Regions from separate parts of the Mus musculus genome. Here region 1 is linked to region 2. The links are chromatin contacts, called in public HiChIP or PLAC-seq maps. All regions are on one chromosome and are shown on one strand. The core of a region is the stretch at or near the end of the contact, and the rest is flanking DNA. Distances in the headings are between cores, read along the strand shown. Region 1 has its middle 70 kb from the start of Gm14634. Region 2 holds the start of Atp6ap2 (ATPase, H+ transporting, lysosomal accessory protein 2).

The links. HiChIP or PLAC-seq counts read pairs in DNA pulled down with a chosen protein or histone mark.
Region 1: an H3K27ac HiChIP or PLAC-seq map of microglia shows a contact between it and region 2, with 5 times the contacts expected there. The contact joins the enhancer-like site here to the promoter of Atp6ap2 in region 2. A contact is called at or near these places in 2 of 39 promoter capture datasets (embryonic stem cells and liver), 2 of 484 Hi-C or Micro-C datasets (CD8 T cells and embryonic stem cells), 8 of 115 datasets of contacts at active chromatin or transcription factors (effector CD8 T cells, embryonic stem cells, epiblast stem cells and 3 more) and 2 of 9 other capture datasets (adipose tissue and liver).

The regions. Positions count from the first base shown.
Region 1 is chrX:12,830,982-12,834,309 of GRCm38.p6, forward strand. No RefSeq gene overlaps it. Among named protein-coding and RNA genes, the nearest start is that of Gm14634, 70 kb to the left of the region's middle. Within about 2 kb of position 1,925, at least 23 of the 459 cell types and tissues checked have an H3K27ac peak or open chromatin away from gene starts, as enhancers often do. A contact at or near this core is called in microglia, where this site is marked.
Region 2 is chrX:12,586,196-12,589,539 of GRCm38.p6, forward strand. It overlaps Atp6ap2 (ATPase, H+ transporting, lysosomal accessory protein 2), which reads left to right and starts at 1,564. Exons shown (of 9, transcript NM_027439.4): 1 at 1,564-1,740. The coding sequence starts at 1,701.

The DNA.
Region 1 (3,328 bases), core at 675-3,174, 250 kb after region 2:
GTTATAAAGGGTTAGAGTCCGTGACTATCACAGTGGGGAGCAGAGCAGCATGCAGGCAGGCATGGTTTTGGAGCAGTAGCTGAGAGTGCACATCTTGATCCACTAGCAGGAGACATACACATACATACAAAGAGAGGGGAAGGGGAAGGAGGGGAGAACACAGTGCGCATGGAAAGAGACCTGGAGCCTCAGAGCCTGCTCCCAATGATACATCTCCTCCCAAGGCCATCCTTCCTGATCCTTCCCAAACCATTCCACGAACTGGGGGGGTCAAGGATTCCAATAAATGAGCCCATGGAGGCCATTCCCATGAAAATCAGCACACTTGCAAATGGGGAAAACACTCTAGACAGGCCCAGGACCTCTATGAATTAAATGATCGGCTTTTGTTACTGTTGTTTGCAGTGATAGGGTAGGCGCTCCTTTTCAACCAGAACCCAGGAACAGGCTGAGGTATTCTTCCAAAGGCTTTTTTTCTGGTAGCCATTGTCAGGAAGGAAACTCATACCAAATGCCAAGGGGCATTTTTGGCGGAAGCTCCCTGCCTTTGCCAGTATCTTCCAGTACTAGGGATCACACATGCTCAGCAATCACTCTACTACTGAGCTGTATCCCAAGCTCTTGCCAGAGTCTTCAAGCCATCAAATCACCCCTAGAGATCATGAAGTTACAGGACCCTAACAGTGACATGTACACCGCAGCTTGCCAGACAGCTTCCAACACAGATGTTGGTAGAAGTCCCACTCAAAGGATACTGCTTCAAGACATGAACTGATTCAAAAGACCAAGTACTATGTCTGAATGAAGCACAGACATTCTCCAGTACCCACAGAATTCAATACAGGGTACAGCTCTCTTTCTTCTTAGGGAATTGTTGTACAGGACTATCCTCCAAGCCAAACAGTCAACATGTCCATAAGATGAGCTGTGCCTACCTGCAGGCGACCCCTGAATCTGGTCTGTGGGCTATTAGCTTTCGGAGAAGGACGGGTGTAGACGGTCATTGGGAACTGAGTATCTGGTCATTCCCCCCCCCCCCCCCGGTACACAATTCTGCCCTCACTAACCTTAGGTGGCCTCAGAATCTTAGGAAGGAGCTACAGTATTGTGATGGGAATGGCACTATTAGGAGGTGTGGCCTTGTTGGGGAAGTGTGTCACTGTGGGCATGAGATTTAAGACCCTCATCCTAGCTGCATGGAAGCCATTCTTTTCCTAGCTGCCTTTGGAACAAGAGGTGGAACTCTCAGCTCCTCTAGCCCCAAGTCTGACTGGATGCTGTCATGTTACCACCTTGATGATAATGGACAGAACCTCTGAACCTGTAAGCCAGCCCCAATTAAATGTTGTCCTTTATAAGTTGACTTGGTCATGGTGTCTGTTCACAGCAATAAAACCCTAATTCAGACAAGTATATAGGATGAGGAAGACTAGAGGCTCTGGCCGGGGTATTCCATGTACAAAGCATGACCCTTAGCCACAGGCTACACCAGTGCTGTGATAGTCTGACGATCATCAACATTGATGAGACTTTTATAAAATTGCTCTACTAAGAATCATCCACCACATAGTGAAGGCTTTGGACATTGAATGATTTGCCCACTGGTAGCAAATGGCAGGGAACTTGGAGACCTTTGGGAAATTTTCTGGCTTATTACGGAAGCCTTGCTGCATGAATCCACATACAAGTTCCTTCCCCCTTACGTTCTGGGGATCAAACTCAAGTATCAGTTTTGTACAGTGTTCAATTTGACCAGCTTACAGTCATCTGAAGGAGTCTTGGCTGAGAAATGACTGGGACTGATGATCATTACTGGAGAGCCCAGCCCACTGTGAGCAATCCTATCTCTAGGCAGCTGAGTTGGGGCTCCATAAGAAAGCTAGCTGAGTTTAAGCCAGAGAGTAAGGGAGGAAGTGATGTTCCTCCACAGTTTCTGCTTCAGTTTCTTGCTTAACTTCCTGCCCTGTCTTCCCTCAAGGACAGACTGGGGGACCTAGAGCTTAAAGAAAGCCTTTCCTCCTCTGAGTTGTTTGTTTGGTCATAGTATTTATCACAGCAACAGAAGGCAAACCGGAACACTAGAACATATGGCTTACAAGTGCTTGTCCCTGCTGAGCCTTCTCCCCGGCATGCTTGGTCACTCTTTAAAAGCAACCCCCTGTAGTATCATGCCGCTTAGCTTATGGCTAGAAGAACTCCTGGCCCTTCCATAACTATAACTTAAATTGCCTTCTGACAACCTACATTTTTCTGCCTCACCTGTCACTTTGTCCATTTCTTTTCAGAGATGAGACAGCTGTGTTCCACCACTGGTGTGGCCTTTTAAAGCTTGGAGGGTTAGGAGACCACCCAGTCTTGTTTGTTTGTTTGTTTGTTTGGTTGGTTTTTTTTGGCAGATTTCAGAACTCCTAAAACAGAGTAGCTGGCACTGACTGCCTCTCTCTCCAATCCCAAGTAAAAATAGGTGACTCTGTCTTGAGAAGCCCATGCCCACACGTGAGTATGTCTTGGTCTTCTCTTGATTGTCTCTTTTGCCCTTTACTCTGGGTGCTTAAAATCTTCTTTCTTGGGGCTGGAGAGATGGCTTGGTCTTAAGAGTACTGACTGCTCTGCTCTTCCAGAGGTCCTAAGTTCAATTCCTAGCAACCTCATGATGCCTCACAACCATCAATAACAGGATCCAATGTGGGCATGCAGAGAAAGTACTCTTACATATAATACATAACAAATAAACCTTTAAAAAAATCTTAGGCCAGCCTGGTCTACAAAGTGAGTTCCAGGACAGCCAGGGCTATACAGAGAAACCCTGTCTCAAAAAACAAAACAAAAAACAAAACAAAACAAAAATCTTCTTTGTTAATATGTGTGCTTAAAACCTATATAAAAATGTCTTTTTTTTTTTTTTTTTTTTTTTTTTTGAGACAGGGTTTCTCTGTATAGCCCTGGCTGTCCTGAAACTCACTCTGTAGTCCAGGCTGGCCTCGAACTCAGAAATCCGCCTGTCTCTGCCTCCCAAGTGCTGGGATTAAAGGTGTGTGTCACCACCGCCTGTCTTTTTTTTTATTTGTTTTTTGGTTTGGGGTTTTTTTTGGGGGGGGGAGGGGAGTGTTCGAGACAGGGTTTCTCTGTGTAGCCCTGGCTGTCCTAGAACTCACTCTGTAGACCAGGCTGGCCTCAAACTAAGAAATCCACCTGCCTCTGCCTCCCAAGTGCTGGGATTAAAGGCATGTGCCACCACTGCCCGGCTTAAAATGTCTTTATTAACCTCATTGTCTTAGGAAGGTTTTACTGCTGTGAACAGACACCATGACTAAGGCAATTCTTATAT
Region 2 (3,344 bases), core at 314-2,813:
AGACAACCAGCCCTTCATAGTCCTTTAAAGACACGTGTGCAAATTCTCTGTTGGACAAAAACACAAAATTGAGAGTTAAGAGCTTTCTGAGGTTGAGTGAGGAAGTCCAGAATGCTTTATAAATTGAGTGGCTTTGGTAAACATAGCGATTTCTAGAAACTGCCTTCTGAGTAAGGGGGCAGGGGTTGATTCCAGTTCTGGGGCTGGCTAAGTTTCACCTGGAGAACTAACTGCTGGAGGTGCTGCAACGCTTTGTTCTCCCGTAGTCAGTTCCAAGAATAAAACAGCCATCTCCCCTCAAGGGCACCTATCTTACGTCTGTGTACTGAACACTGTCCAGCCATTTCCAATGGTTCCTCCACTTGTACTTAATGAATTGTAGTTCTTCTGTGTACAAGTCAAGGTCTTTTAAAAGAAATTATTTTCCTGAGGTATGGCTCAGTGGTAGAGCACTTGCCTAGATTGTGCACAGATCTGGAGTTCCATCCCCAAACGATAAAGGAAGGAAGGAAGGAAGGAAGGAAGGAAGGAAGGAAGGAAGGAACTAAAATTTTAGCTCTATCCTTCTATCCTATAAAATCTCTTTTGTCCAACTAAACATTTAAAAGTTCATCGGAAGAGGCATTTCCCTACCATATATGCTATACTCTTTCTTTACACTTTCCACATCCTCCACTTACATATTAAAATCATATTCATCTTTCAAGGTCATCAACTGAGAAGTTGTTTTCTAACCACAGATTATGGGCAATGTCACTTCTTGCCTTACATCATAGGTAAGAGGCTATGAGCCAAGGGATGATTTTGGTCTAATTAGTGTGTCTAGCCGTCACATAGCCTCCCTGAACTCCTTATTCAGATTAGAAAATATTAATTATTTCAGAACGAAATAATTAATATTCTATCGGATCACTCCTTGTGTACGCAGTGTTTGGAGGCAGAGTTGTTCAATACAGTAAATCAAAAAACAGGATACCCTGTTATATTTCACTTTCAGACAATGGATACTTCGTATATATAAAAATAAGTAAAACAAATATTTTAGACACACTAAAAATCACTCTTTGCAACTCAGATTCAAGCGGGAGTCCTATATTTTAAGTAGCATCTCTTCTAGATGGACAGGGGTTCCCCTAGGCGCCAGGCTTCCTTCCCTCAGGTACTCAGCGTCTGTGTACTCCAGAGAGCAAAACCTGAGCTAGCCCAGCGCTTTCCATCTGTCAGTCGCAGCGGGCGGGAGGTGCAAGACCGGGAAAGACCGAAGCCTGGGTTGAAAATCGTCACCGGAGGTTGGACAAAGAGTCCACACCCGGGAGTAAGCCTCACTGTGGGCTTTCGAGAACCTGCAACCAGTGGGGCCACCTGCTCTAACCGCGGGCCCTACCCTTCATCTCGTGACCGGTCGTTGTGGGCCGGCGGGACAGAACCGCCCTGTTCTTAAAACTCTTGACTCCTATTGGCAGAGCATGCCATTCATCACGTTCGCCTCCGCCCCAATTGCTGACGTCGACCAGGCTACGTCTCGCTCGTGTAGCGGCGTAGTTGGCGATTGGCTGAGACCTTGTCTTGGAGCGGCTAAAGGGGAGGGGCTTGGGGATCGGAACCGTCGGGAGCGCGTCACTCGGTCGAGCTGCAGTGCTCGCTTGAGTCCCGGCGTCCCTTTTCGTGTGGCTCATCTCCGCTTCAGCAACCGTGGCACCATGGCTGTGCTGGTCGTTCTCCTGTTCTTTCTGGTGGCGGGTGAGTAGCTGGGAAGCACTGCGGGAAGCTAGGGGGCGCGGGGACCCTGGGAGGGAGCGGCTGCTGGCGGGGGCCGCAGTGGGGGCGGTCTGGGCTTGGCGGCCCTCTTCGGGGTTCTGGACCTTGATCTGGCTCGGGCGGAGCGGCCTTGTGGTCTCTGGAGACGAGCAGGGCCACCTGGGGGGACTCCGGAGCTGACATCAGCCTTTGGGGGTAAAGGCGCGTAGCCGCTTAGGACCCAGTCCTCCCATTTGTCTGATCACTCCTTCCCTGTTCAAGGCCCTTTGGAGGATGGGTTTGCATTTCTTAATACACCGTTGAACCACAACCCACTACCAAGGAAAGGTTAGCTAACAATTTAGCTGCCGCTTTTTAGCTGCTGTCTTTTTTCCACCTTCATTTCTAATGGTTGTTATTGACAACGGGTGAACCCTTACCTCCCTCATATATACATATCAGGATGTGAAGTTGAGTCATCGTTTTTTAAATAATGATTATTTCTTAAGATGATCGCAATTTCTTAGTATTGATTTCAGTTCCCAATTTGAAGGATTTGGAGAGCAGGGTATGAGTCATGCTTTTAGGATCACATGTCAAATAAATGGTAGCTTTCTTAGTGGAACCTACCTAGGCTCTCTAACATGGAATAAGAAGAATGGAAATGAGCTAATATTTGGCCTGTGGCTTGAGTATCATGTAGTAATGCATTTCGTTTACAGTAATCCTTAGAAGAAAGTATTCCCATTTTGCAGAGTATGAATCAAGCTGGGTATGACAAGGGGAATATGTATCAAAGCTGGGCATGACAAGGGGAATATGTATCAAAGCTGGGTTTGAAGACAGACAGATCAGTTGACTTCCAAGAAGGGGATGGATGCCTTTCCACTCTGTGTGTGTGGCACAGGGAGTGCTGTGTGGCAACGTGGGAGTAGTGGGACAGACGCTGAGCTTGCAGACAATAAGATACAATAAGTCAAGTGAAGCCAGGCATGGCGGTGCATGCTTTTAATCCCAATACTTGGGAGGCAGAAGCAGGTGGATCTCTTGAGTTCGAGGCCAGCCTGGTCTACAGAGTGAGTTCCAGGACAGCCAGGGCTACACAGAGAAACCCTGTCTCAAAAAAAAAAAAATCAACTGGAGAGCACCTTGGGGAGGAATGGGTGTTTTGTGTCAAAGAGATACCTTGTGCCTGTGCTGTGTGAGATGCTGGTCCTACTTTTGGAATGGCAGTTGAAGTGAAAAAGACCTAGTAATGGTTTTGAGCACCAAACCTCTTCTCTGCCCTGGAGGTGCCCAGCCCTCTGTGTTAATAGTTAACATATATTTCAGGCCTCCAAAGTGTTAGGGTCTCCTTCATTGTTGTTGGTTCTGGAAAGGCCATTCTGATTTAATCAAGATACTTTGGGGATTTTTCAAGGTACTTTGGTAACTGCTTGCCACAAAAGCATGAGGGCATGAGTTTAAACCCCAGCACCTGTATAAATAAGCACCCGTGTGTGCTGATAATCTCAGGGCTGGGGAGGTGGAGGTGGGTGGATCCCTACAAGTTCCTTGCTGGCCACTGTAGCCTAATGGGTAAGTTTCACATTCCAATGAGAGACAGG